Linked DNA regions of Rattus norvegicus: region 1 is linked to region 2. A link is a contact called in public HiChIP or PLAC-seq data. All regions are on one chromosome and are shown on one strand. The core of a region is the stretch at or near the end of the contact, and the rest is flanking DNA. Distances in the headings are between cores, read along the strand shown. Region 1 overlaps Zeb1 (zinc finger E-box binding homeobox 1). Region 2 has its middle 190 kb from the start of Arhgap12.

Region 1 (2,882 bases), core at 86-2,585, 310 kb before region 2:
GTTGAAGAAACCTAGTCTTCCTAGCCATATTCAAATTATGTTATATTGTCAGAAACTATTCAGCATGGTAACTTTTGCTTCTTACTGCATTTGATCTTAGCCAGAAGGCAGAGAAGTTATAGATCTTTACTTGTGAACTGAGGTTTTGCTCTAATTGAACCTCAGCTCTCCACTCCTATGTTCTTTTCTAAGAAATGAATTCTCAGTTCTGCTGAACAGTTTATTTCGTCTATGTTTTAGAAACTAATGTCTTATCAGATATATGATTTTCAAATATTTTTCTACCATCTGATAGGCTGTCTCTTCAGTCTTGCTGTGCAGATATTTTAAGTTTATAATGCCATTTGTTAAGTTTCTCTCATCTCTGGTTTGGACTCATGTCCTAAACAATCATTGCCAAGGCCAATGAAAAGCCATGTCCCTCCATTTTCTTCTCAGGTGTCTATAATTTGCAGTCTAATGTTTGAGTTTTTAATCTAGTTTGAGTTGAATTTTGCACACGGTGTTAGGTTAGAGACCTGTTTCCTACCTCCTGCCTGAGATACGCGTTCAGTTCCACATCTTCCTGGGAAGACTCTTAGCTGTGTGCCGTTAGCATCTTGTTCATATTTCTAAAGTGAATTGTTTTGTGGGGAGATGGGGCCAGGCTGTCCATCTATTGGAGTTTGGACTAGCCTGTTTTTCTTTCAAGAAGCCAGAGTGTTATCTCTGCCCTTATTCAGAGGAGGCTTAATCTCCATTAATAATTTAAAGAAGCAAGTGTTATTAATGGTTGTGGGAGAAATCTGACTCTAGCTTGTCTCTGCTGATCAAGAGCCAGGACTCCCTTTCCAGAGTCTTCCGTGAGCTAGATCTCAGTATCACCCTGCAGCAGAGAGGCTATGTCTTCAGGTGCTTGGTTATTTGTCAGGACAGCTGAGAGGGTTGGTGCATAAGCACGTCTACACCCAGCTTCCCAAATGAAGGACAGAGGAGTGGTTTGCTAATGCCTGAAGGCTATCAGGAAAGCTACTTGCTGATTTTGGGTCACTTAAAAATTAGTCTGCTTTACAAAATTTGTAATTAGAGATATAAATTTTAGATATAATACAATCTACTATGTGATTAATTCCTAAGCAGGGAAGACATTACAGATTGGCTAAGGAGTGGTAATCTTGCAACTTTTCATTCTTGGGGTTCACTATTGAGAGCGCCCTGATAGAGGGTTAGTTAGAAATAGTGAGTCCATGGCTTGATGGAATAAATAATTCATAGCGCACAAGAAGCGGCCCTTTCTCTTCACCAGTCCTTTCTCCTCATTATGTTCACTCCGTGTCTTTCAAAGGCCCCTTTACAGCCCAAGAGCTGCTCTGTGTGAGCATGGAAGGGCTTGGGCACCATTTCAGCCACAGCTTAGCTGAGCCTGGGGGTCACGTCCGAGAGTGAAGAATGTCTTCAATGTGTATTCTGTGGTAGCAACTGAGAAACACGCTAGCCTAGCTGAGATCTAGAGAATCACAGAGTCTCACGATAGGTGCTCTACACTGCTAGCCAAGTACGGTTTTACTCCTGAAACGCCTCTCAGTGCCTATTTTAAAAATTGTTTTAAAGTTGAGTTAATCACTGAAATTCTCCTTTTTTCAGAAACTTTTACTACATTAAATAAAATATCTGGTACAACATGAGATTTTTACATTCTCTTTAATTTTTAAAGTCTTAATCTGTAAGAAACTTGAAGATTTGTGATATTTATATGGAATTCTAGCTCTTCCTACCTTTTATTAAATACAAAGTAGGAGTTCTGCCGTGCAGACAGGGACTCTCAGTGGCTTGGTAGCGCAGGGCCCTTGCCTTGCACATGGGAGTTTGCTGATTGCGACACGGCTGGAGGTGGTGTTTGCCCTTCATCAGTAAACCTCACCTTAGATCTGGTGGGAAGACTGTGATAGCCAGAGCTGCTGTAAAAGGGGAATTTATGTGGATTAAACACATTTCACGGTATAGTAAGACACTGGGGTTTATTAACAGACACTTAAAGGCATTGGGTTGTAGTCTAGACCCCTCACAAGGACAAATATCTGTGAGCAGGAGTTCTGCTGGTCATCAGGACACAGTGCTTCATCAGCATGTTTGTCCTTGGGCTGTAAGTGCTATAAAATGGCTCAGTTGGGTAGAATTCAGTGTTTCATGCTCTGTTATATGTATTTCTTCATATGACATGGACTACAGGACGCAGAGTCTGCAGAATACAAAGCTAATAACCTAAGTGCTATGTTGTCAGAAGGAAAACCAGCCTGTTGTCCATTTGCCCATTCTGCAGTAACTGCTGCCCTTACTGTTCAGGACTTAGTGACTTCTCGAACAGTAACTTAGAAGGAATAGTAATTTTGTGACACATTTTGACTTAAATACTGAGTCATGTTTTGATTTTCAACTTAACCCAAATGGAACCGTCAGCAGCTCTGAAAAGTTAGGCTCTACTGTGGTTTTCCATTTCTGTTTCAGTAGTCACTGAGGCCAAATGTTCTGAAGCTTTACTGGACATCAGATTCTGGTGGTGACAATTTTGAGATAGATTTTTAAGGAGTGTTTCTTTCAGTTAGTATTGCTATAGAAAACAGCCTGGAAGTTTATTGGCTGCAAACAGTACTCATTTACTATTCTGCCTTTGAGGGCTGGCTCCGCCTATCCGTCTGTCTGTCTGTCTGTCTTCTTCAGCCCTTTATGTTCTAGCATGGACACTGGGAAAGGCCACACAGTGTGTCCTCCTGGCTGACAGAGGCTGCACGTGGACCTCCTCAGAGCATGGTAGGGATTCAGAGAGGGGTTCAGAGCTGCACCCTGTTTGTTGGTTTGTTCAGTCATTCTTGTCACTCTGAATTTCTGAGAATGCTACTGAAGGA
Region 2 (3,010 bases), core at 407-2,906:
TATAGAATTATTAAATATATAAACATAAAGTGCTTTCTTAAGGGAAGTAGGTCCTCCAACCGCATATAAAATAGCTTTTAAATGGGTGTTTGTCCAGCTATCATCAAAATGACTTCCCTGGCTTTCCTCCACTTCTTTGTCTTCTTGCCTTTCTTGACCAGTGAAGTTATAAAGACCAAATAACCCAGCGGACATTAATTAATTGAGTATGTTAATGGCACTCTAAAAGGAAAAAAGCTATTGGTTTTAAAAGTCACTTGGTAAGATAGCCGAGGCCGCCTTGGTTCGGTGGCATAAAACTTGGCTGGCCTTAAAGTAGCATAAGATTTTTAAGAAGTCTGGTTGTCGTTCATCCTCCAGCCAACATGAAAGTAAATGTTCTTTTTTTATAAAGTTTTTTGATTTATTATATCTAAGTACACTGTCGCTGTCTTCAGACACATCAGAAGAGGGCATCAGATCCCACTACAGATGGTTGTGAGCCACCATGTGGTTGCTGAGATTTGAACTCAGGACCTCTAGGAAGAGCAGTCAGTGCTCTTAACCACTGAGCCATCTCTCCAGCCCGAAACTAAATGATCTTACAAATGCTTTCAATGCAATGCCAGGAAGACCCGATGGGTGAGCAACCACAGGGCCTGGGAAATACACAGAACCACACTCTTTTGACAACCCACTCCTGTCCTTTTTTTATTCTCTATGAGTTTCTATGCCTGTAAATTTGCCACCTGTGTGGAGGTCAGAGGACAATTTATGAAAGTCAGTTCAATTTTCTTTCCACGTGGGTTCCTGGGATTGAATTTAGGTCCTCGGATTAGCAGTAAGTGCCTTTACCCACTGGGCCATCTCAAGGGTCCCATTCTTTCTAACATCATGAATTGTATTGGCTCCTAAGTAATGCATCTGATTTTATCTATAAGAACAATAACTTACATGTGCAACCCTCGTCTGCTCCTCCGAGCACTTTCCAACCCGTGTGCCTCTACTTGGCCTGTATAGAGGTGGTGTTGCCAGAGGGCACTACGCTGCTCACTCAAACTCCAGGACAGCTGGTGAGCAGGCTCTGACCTGCAGCCCCTCTGCATCCACAGAGCCTGCCAGAACCACAACAGGACGCAGGTGGAGAGTACAGGCGATCACCCGTCACCATGGTGACCTCACAGCCTGCAGCTGCTCCGCCATCACAAAGGTGTCTGAATGGCTTCCAAGGAAAGGCTGTGGGCAGTGGGCAGCTCCAGCTGAGTCCAAGCCTAGGGAAGTCCTGGCCACTGACTTAGCAAAGCCGATTGCTTCTCTTGGGGCTCCCAGCAGAAGTCAGGGTTCTCTAGAGAGCAAGACTTTGCCAGGAAGCCTAAGACATGCCTCCTGGCACCAATGTGCTTGGCTTCATCAGAAAGTCTTGGTGCCTGGGATAAAGCCCACAGACAGAGTCCGTCTTTTCTTTCCTCATAACTGAATTATGGGGAATCTTGGGTTTAAATCAAAACTTGATTTAAACCCCTTATCCACTTGGCATCAAGCCCGTTTTGTAGCCGTTTCTATCAGGAGACCTTCCAAAGCCTTCCAAATACAAACCCAGAAGAGGCATCTGCCCTTGAACCTAGCAATGTCTAGTAGTCCCTCCCCTTCGATGTCTGTGGTAACCCTGCCCTGCTCCTCCAGCCCTTTGCTGCAAACTGCAGGCATTTGGCACACACAAAGCCCAGCCAGGCCTGCACCCAAGGGAGCTCAACAGCTGGCAAGCCTCTCAGTTAGGCTTTAGAGAGGAGAGGAGGTCAGTGTGGGTGGGGGAGGGGTGTCCTGATGGGACATCTCCAGTAAGACATCTGCTTCCCAGGCCAGCAGATCTGAAGGGCGGATGCAGAAGATGGGGGTGGGGTGACAAAGGGCAGCTTTGCCAAGCCCCACACTGCTCCCACTCTTTGGAGGTGGCTGCAGCCTGTCCCCTTTCAATGCCTGTCTCCTCTCCCCTCCCCCTTGTCAGCTGGCGTCTCAGCAAAGAGAAGTGTCACAAGCAAACAAAGCTGTCGGCTGGCAGCTGTCCCAGCCTGGCCTCTACTCCCCCTATGAAGCCCACTGAGCACCAAAGACCCTTTCCAATGTGCTGAGCCCACTCCCAGGCAGCCTCTGGGACCTGGCCAGGTCAGTATAGGACACCTCTTTGCTTCCATGGTCTAATCTGACACCCTGGCAGGTGCCGGGACTGATGAACTCAGACCTTGTAGGCCAGGCAGCTGCCTCAGGAAATGGAGGGACTGAGGCAGAGGGAACCTGGGCTAAATCCTCACTAATTCATGAATCTGGAGCCTAATTGGCAGCCCCAGAGAAAACATGTGCGCGCGTGCGTGAGTGCGCGCGCGCACACGCGCACACACACACACACACACACACACACACACACACACACACTCGAGCGCCTGATGGACACTGGAATTCCGGCCCCTGTGAACTGAAGGAATTTGTTTGGAGTGAGCACTAATTCCAAGAGCACTAATTCTAACGGTGTTTCTACAAGTTTGATTAGAAGCCTATACTCTCTGATTAGTGCACAGATTTAAAATTAAACAAACCGTTCTTAAACAAACTGTTCTGGCCTCTCCAGCTTATAAACTGACAGAAGGCTGCAGCCCTTAGGCAGCTTGCAGTGTTTACATCCACATACGCTGCTGCCTGTTGTCAAGAGAGGAAAGCAACCTTTCCTATCCTATTGAGAGACAGTATTGAAGGTGGCCTCCCAGCTCAGACATAGAGGTGACATTGTCCCTAGTAACCAGTGGCACCCATGTGTTCCAGAAAGTACTGTCCTGCTGGCATAAGCAGTCCACAGATGCTCCTGTCTAGATGTTCCCAACAGAGTACAATAGCGTTAGTGACAACCCTGGCTTTGTTGCTCCATGGCCAGCAGCCTGGCGCTGCCCCCTGTTTATCATCCACTGTCTGCCCACTGACTTCCTGGCTCTGATCTTCCTTCCCACACTCCTGGTGACTGAGAAACCTGTCATACTCATAG

Evidence for each region. HiChIP or PLAC-seq counts read pairs in DNA pulled down with a chosen protein or histone mark.
Region 1: a contact with region 2 is called in an H3K27ac HiChIP or PLAC-seq map of oligodendrocytes, with 6 times the contacts expected there. The contact joins two enhancer-like sites. A contact is called at or near these places in 1 of 12 Hi-C or Micro-C datasets (psoas muscle) and 1 of 1 datasets of contacts at active chromatin or transcription factors (oligodendrocytes).

Annotation. Positions count from the first base shown.
Region 1 is chr17:56,782,619-56,785,500 of GRCr8, reverse strand. All of the region lies in intron 1 of Zeb1 (zinc finger E-box binding homeobox 1), which reads left to right. It overlaps LOC120097729 (a long non-coding RNA gene), which reads right to left. Exons shown (of 2, transcript XR_010059214.1): 2 at 1-2,882. Among named protein-coding and RNA genes, the nearest start is that of Zeb1, 27 kb to the left of the region's middle. Within about 2 kb of position 1,335, at least 26 of the 93 cell types and tissues checked have an H3K27ac peak or open chromatin away from gene starts, as enhancers often do.
Region 2 is chr17:56,470,402-56,473,411 of GRCr8, reverse strand. No RefSeq gene overlaps it. Among named protein-coding and RNA genes, the nearest start is that of Arhgap12, 190 kb to the right of the region's middle. Within about 2 kb of position 1,656, at least 54 of the 93 cell types and tissues checked have an H3K27ac peak or open chromatin away from gene starts, as enhancers often do.